Linked DNA regions of Muntiacus reevesi: region 1 is linked to region 2. Evidence: chromatin contacts called from public Hi-C data. All regions are on one chromosome and are shown on one strand. The core of a region is the stretch at or near the end of the contact, and the rest is flanking DNA. Distances in the headings are between cores, read along the strand shown.

The links. Hi-C and Micro-C count contacts between places; a contact is called where the count stands out from the background.
Region 1: a contact with region 2 is called in a Hi-C map of muscle, with 9 times the contacts expected there. The contact joins the promoter of PDE7A here to the promoter of RRS1 in region 2. A contact is called at or near these places in 2 of 3 Hi-C or Micro-C datasets (blood and muscle).

What each region holds. Positions count from the first base shown.
Region 1 is chr12:48,669,881-48,672,889 of mMunRee1.1, forward strand. It overlaps PDE7A (phosphodiesterase 7A), which reads left to right and starts at 1,539. Exons shown (of 16, transcript XM_065903554.1): 1 at 1,539-1,808. The coding sequence starts at 1,671.
Region 2 is chr12:48,210,080-48,213,241 of mMunRee1.1, forward strand. It overlaps RRS1 (ribosome biogenesis regulator 1 homolog), which reads right to left and starts at 1,450. Exons shown (of 1, transcript XM_065902863.1): 1 at 1-1,450. The coding sequence starts at 1,353. The coding sequence ends at 256.

The DNA of each region.
Region 1 (3,009 bases), core at 289-2,788, 460 kb after region 2:
AGAAACAGATGCCGTAGAAAGATAAAAGGTTTTGCAGACTTCTGTTGATTTATGGAATCATGAGCGTAAGATATCTGATCTCATCCGAACCGGCTATCCAGTACGTTCAAAGACCTGCCACCTTGCCAGTGGCTGGTCATAGCACGTAAGTGGAAGGGTGGGTCCCCTGAGAGCAGAGCTCAAGCAATTTTGCCAACCGGGGAGAGCTGGTTTAGGCTGATGTCCCAGAAGCTGGAATGCACTTGAAACAAAGGGTTGAAGCTGAAAAGCTTCCATGGTTTGGGGAGAAACGTGACAAAATAAACCTGCAGTCTACAACTCAGGTCAAGAGTTTTCTTCCTCCTGCCTTCTAAAAATCGAAGCCAAGAAACAAACACATTTGGTAAAGGGCGGGCAGTCTCTTTTCCCCCTTTGTCTTCTCATTTTCATTCTTCTCATTTTTTCCAATGCATACTCTCACTTCTTCTTTCTCAGTCTCGGGTGTTTTCCCTCCAACCCCTCGGCCCCTGCTCACGCCCGCTTTACTGGGCTCTGCTCTCAGCCCCTCCACCCGGGACGGCCCCGGGGCCCGTAGCTGCCAGGAGCGCGCTCGACCCCGACCCTCCCGGGGTGCTGACAGTGACGTAGAGGGGAGTCCGGAGCCCGCGCGGCCCGCCGACGTCACTGCCGCAGCGGTTCCCAACGAAGCCCAAGGATGGGAATTCAAGGAGGGAAACACGGCGGTGACCCGGCGGTCAGGGCTGAGCGCTGCGACTGGGCCGCGTGCTTGGGGTTTCCGAAGCGAAAAGGCCGGAATCGCGCCTCCCGCGTAGGCAGAACCCACCCCACACCCTCAGAGCGCCCCAACACCAGAGTTTAGCGATCAGGGGGAATGTCCCCACACGATGGGGCCTCGTGCGCACGCGCCTTGGCCGGGGCGGTGGCGTGTTGCAGTACAAGGATGGGTCGGGGAGGAGGGCAGCGGGAGGGAACGGTGAGTGAGCCCCGAGGTACGGCCCCGGGGGAGGGCGGCTCAACCCCACCACCGCTAGCCCGGCTCCCTGGGCGCTGCGGCGGCGCGGGGCCTGCGGCGCGGCGTCGTGACGTCACGGTGGCGGCGGCCGTGGTTGGCGCAGGGTCCGCGGCTGCAAAGTGTGAATTACGCCGGGCTCGCGCCGGCGGCGGAGTGAAGTCAGGCTCCGGGGGAGGGGAGGGGAGGGGGCAGGACCGCGGCCGGAGCTGGTGCCTGCATCCAAGCCCCGCGCGCGCTGGGTCTCGCTGCTGGCTCCAGCTGTGTGTTTTTGCACCTCTTTGCTCTGTTTTTGCTTCGCTCCTGCTCCGCTGCCCCCCCACCCCCCGCCCCGGACCCTCTCCTCTGGGCCGAACAGCCTGGGGACGCCGGGGTTCCCCCTCCGACTTGGCGGGTGCTGCCCTCGCTTGCACCCCGGGAGCCGGGCGCGCGCTGGTCTTCGTTAACTGTCGCCGCGGCCACCGCAGCGCCTTCCCGCCGGCGGCCCAGGCGGAGTGTTGGGGTGGGGGAGGCGTGAGCGCGGCTTCCCGGCCCGGGGTCGGCGCCCGCCCGCCCTGCCCCTGCCTCGGCCCGGCGCCCCCGAGCCGCGGCCCCTTCCCAGCGCAGGGGCCGGCGGCCGCGGCAGGGCGGGCGCCGCGCGGGGGCAGGGCGGGCGTATTCAATGGAAGTATGTTACCAGCTGCCGGTGCTGCCTCTGGACAGGCCGGTCCCCCAGCACGTCCTCAGCCGCCGAGGAGCCATCAGCTTCAGTTCCAGCTCCGCGCTCTTCGGCTGCCCCAATCCCCGGCAGCTCTCCCAGGTAAACGCCGCCGCCGGGGGCCCCACACTTGGGGGCTGCTCTTTTGTTTCTCTCCTTCCACCTGGCTTCACCTCCGCGACCCCTACTCCCCAGTCCTCGCCGTTCACCCCCACGACCAGCACTGCCCGTTGTTTGGGGATGTCTAGGCTGACCGCCTCGATTCGAGAGGCTTTTCTTTGATCCTCGGGACTCAAGCCTCACCCCACCCCCCACCCCGGCCTGCCCAAGGCTGGAGCCGGGTGGGCTCTGGGAGCCCCTTCGTACCCTCCCCAGGCGTGCCCCACTCTGTGCTCAGCGGCTTAAGGGTCTGGAATGCCTTAAGTCGTCTTCCTTTTCTCGACGTCTCAGTCTGGCAGTTGGGCCTCTCTCCTCCTTACTTGTGGTCCTGGGCACACCTGGCCACCCCTCACCCCTACACCTGTGCTGGCTTTGCGCCTCCCGCGCGCCCCGCGGTGCTGGGACGGTCCTGCACTTCTCCGAACAATAGGCCGATTCTCGGTTGCTCGTCTCCCTACTTATTCGACTCTGTGGATGGACCCTGAGTGAGGTCAGAGAAACAAGTATTCAGAGTGCCTCCTCAAAGCTTCGGTTTCCGGAAAGTTGATAGCCAGGAATCAGTTTTGTTTTTAATTTGATAAGAAGATTATTAAGAGAAAAACTACTGATGGAGTACTCACAGGAAGACTTTGTTTTGAATGGTCCAGTATCAGTTGATCCTGAAATTTTTGGTTTTTTGATTCTGTTGGCACAGCCTCTTATTTCTGGCAGATTTTGATTGCCAGATTTAAAATAGGGAGTACAAAAGAATTTTGTTTACATTTGAACTGAGTGCCGTCCATTTCTGCTGCCAGAACGTTACATGTTCATGATCACATTTTGTCACATATGTTTATTTTTCCTGTTGACTAGTATTAGCTTCTTTTATGGGAGCATATCTCCCCCCCGCCCCCCAGGTATATTGTAAATAACTTGAGCCCGGTCTGTATTTCTTTTTGTTTTTACTGGTACAGTGGATGGCACCCAACAGAGATTTCTTAGAGTAGGTGTGTCCGGTAAATATTTGTCATTTGCTTCTTTGCCTAAATAGTTTGGAGAGAGAGAGCAGAAGCCTATATTTGGATTTCTCTGAATTGTTTTTATTTAAAATCAGACTTCTTTCACGGGACAAAGTGGTATGCTAATGAGGTCAGAGTCAACTTAT
Region 2 (3,162 bases), core at 200-2,699:
CTAGTTTTCACAGATTCTTTCCCTAAATCAGATATCCTTAAATACAACCTCTAATCTCCAGCCAGTTTTAGTTGTGAGAAATACATTAATTTGTCCAGTCCAACATTTACATATCATCTTCAGAGGAGGGCAGACCTGGCCCTTTAACTTCAAGCTCAATGAAGGCAGTGGCCAAATTTTGTGCATCTGGGTACTGTATCTAGAACTTAGCATTAAGTACAGTTCTTGATTTAGGAGAAGGTCCAAGCATGAAATTTACTTCCTCCTCTTTCCTCCTTGGTGTTGCCCCCCTTTTCTCTTGCCACTCATGCCGGGAGGCCCGGAACTCATCTTGCCTCCCAAACCCCCTTTCCTCTTCCCTCCTTGGCTGGGCGTGCTCCCTTTCCTCTTCCCCCCAGGACCCTGTCGGCCCCCCTTTCTCTTGCCCTTCTGACTCATTTTCCTCCGCTTAGCCGCCTCCTCCTGGTCCTCCTCTCTCATCTGCTTATTGGTGGCCCTCGTAATGTCCAACTGAGGCTTTTTGCTGTTCATCACTCGAAGCATCTCCAACTGGCTCTTTCTCTCGGCCGCAAAGTCCCCGAAAAGAGGCTGAAACTTCCTCTTCTTGCCGGAGCCCCTGGGCGCCTTCTCCTTGGGCAGGCGCTCCTGGAAGCGCCCCACAGAGGCAGTGGAGACCTTGGCCACCTGCATGGCGCGGCCCAGCTCCTCCTTACTCTGGTGTCCGGTAGGGTGCATGCCGGCCGCGCTGGGCAGCTGCATTTTGTGCGCGCGGGCCAGGTTACGCAGCCGGTTCAGCTCGTTCTTGGCCACCCGTTCCTTCTTAGCCTGAATCCGCTTGGCGAACTGGTCCTCCATGGGGTCGGCATTGCCCGGCACCTCGATCAGCCACTCCTTGGTGTCGTCGCGGGCGCGCTGGTAGCCCCAGCGGCGGCGCCACTGGCCGCTCACCTCGTCCCACACCAGATTGGTCTTCTTCTTGGGACGGATACCCTTGAGGCGCGCAAACTGCTGCCAGCGAGTAAGCGGCCGCGGCCGGGGCACCGGCTTCTCGCGCGGCAGACGAGTGCTGGGTTCCGGCAGCCGTGCCACCAGTGCCTCCTCCACGCGCTCGGTAGGCAGCTGCCACAGCTGGTTGATGAGCAGCTGCGTGTTGTCCCGCGCCAGGGCCTTCAGCTCGGCCTCCCGTGTGGGTCCCGCGTGCCGCAGCCCGGTCGGGGGGTTCCGGTCAGAGGCCAGCAAATTACCCAGGTCGAACTCCAGCTCCAATTCCTTGTGCACCGTGATGCGCTGTAGCTTCTCTGCCTCGTCCCGCTCCGCCTTTGCCAGCAGCTCCTCCACGCTCTGACCCTCCATAGCTCCGAATCGGCTCGCTGCCTCTGGGAGACGGTTCCAGTCACGTCTACTCCACAGGAGTTAAAACCGTGGCACCACAGACACGTGCGGCCTCCCGGACGCTCGGCCCGGAAGAGAAAGTTCCGCTTCCGGGGCACCCGGAAGGGGCTCATGGAGTGGGCTACCCGAGGAATGGCCGGCAGAGGGCGGTGTTGGAGAACAGATGAGATTAGAGGCGGCCCTTGGGGTGGAGCCGGAGGTAGGCGGAGCCGAGTCTGCGAATTCCGAGGCCTGATTGGGACCTTGGCTAGGATGAAGCTGCGGGAGGAAGTGGTCCTGTTCGAGTGGGGCAAGTTTGGGGGCCGCGGACTAAGGCGGCCCCGGAGCGACGGTGTTAGTTTTAGTGCGTGTAGAAAGTCAGTTCTCAAGATGTTTAGCCAGTCATTTTCACCAGAGCCCTGACACCTGTTCATGGTGTGCCCCCGGGTGTGGGCACTTCACCCGGGGATGTACAGAAAGCTAAGTGGAAACGGAGACTTGGGTTTATTTTGGGAGCAAGCGGGCCTGGCGGTTAGACCGCCCTGAAGGTGGCGTGGCTGTGCCCCCATCCTGCCGACCTCAAGTCTGGTCCCCGGAGCCAGGGGCCACCTCCTCTCCTGGCTGATGGCAGAAGAGCGCGGGGCTCTGCTGTGAGACCGCCTGGGTTCCGAGCTTGACCGCTCTGGTGTTTGACCTTCGGCTGTATAACTTGTTTGCGCCTGTTTTTAAACCTGTAAGATGGGATTGCAAATACTACCTCCCAGGTCTGCTGTGAAGATAAATGAGTTAATATGCTCCCAAGGGAGCTTACACTGGGGTTTTGAGCATATGAGTGCTCAATAAATGTGAGCTAAAGACCAATTATTATTTAATCCTCATCATGGCTCTGGGAACTCTGCTGAAAAGGCAGTCTTATACAGTGATTAAACACTAGGTTCTTGAATCAAGCTACCTAAAATAAGATCTGGGTTTCTTGTACCCACATTGGTCAGGTTTTTTAACTTAAGTCCTATTCATAAGTTGATGAATATGAAGCATTAGTTCCTGGTACAGTGTAAACATTCAATAAGTGTTGGCTATTGTTATTCACTATATTCCACTGATGACCGAAGCAGGTTCAGAGAAGTAAAATGACTTGTCTAAGGTTATACAGCCAGGAAGTGTGGGCGCAAGAGGGAGAGGGATCTAAACTCTGGCTCTAAGACTGCATACATATTCTCTGCAATGTCTTCCAGACTCTTGATACTCGAAAAGTGTGTTCTGTTGACCAGCAGTACAGCATCATCTGGGAGCTTGTTAGAAATGCAGAATCTCTGGCTTTAGCCCAGATGTTATGACTCAGAACCTTCATTTTAAGAAAATATCTTAGTGATGAATGGAAATGAAAAGAGTTAGCTACTCAGTGGTCTCCACCTCTTTGCTACTCCATGGGCCTCTGTCCATGGGATTCTCCAGGCAAGAATACTGGAGTGGGTTGCCATTCCCTTCTCCAGGGGATCTTCCTGACCCAGGGATCGAACCAGGGTCTGGGTTCCCACATCAGGCAGCTTCTTTACCATCTGAGCCTCCGAGGAAGCCATGAAAGTGAAAGTGTTAGTCGCTCAGTTGAATCCAGTTCTTTGAGACCCCGTGGACTGTAGCCCGCCAGGCTTCTCTGTTCATAGAATTCTCCAGGGAAGAATACTGGAGTGGGTTGCAATTTCCTTCTCCAGGGGAACTTCTCGACCTAGGGATTGAACCCAGGTGTCCTGTAATACAGACACCTTCTTTACCATCTGAGCCACCAGGGAA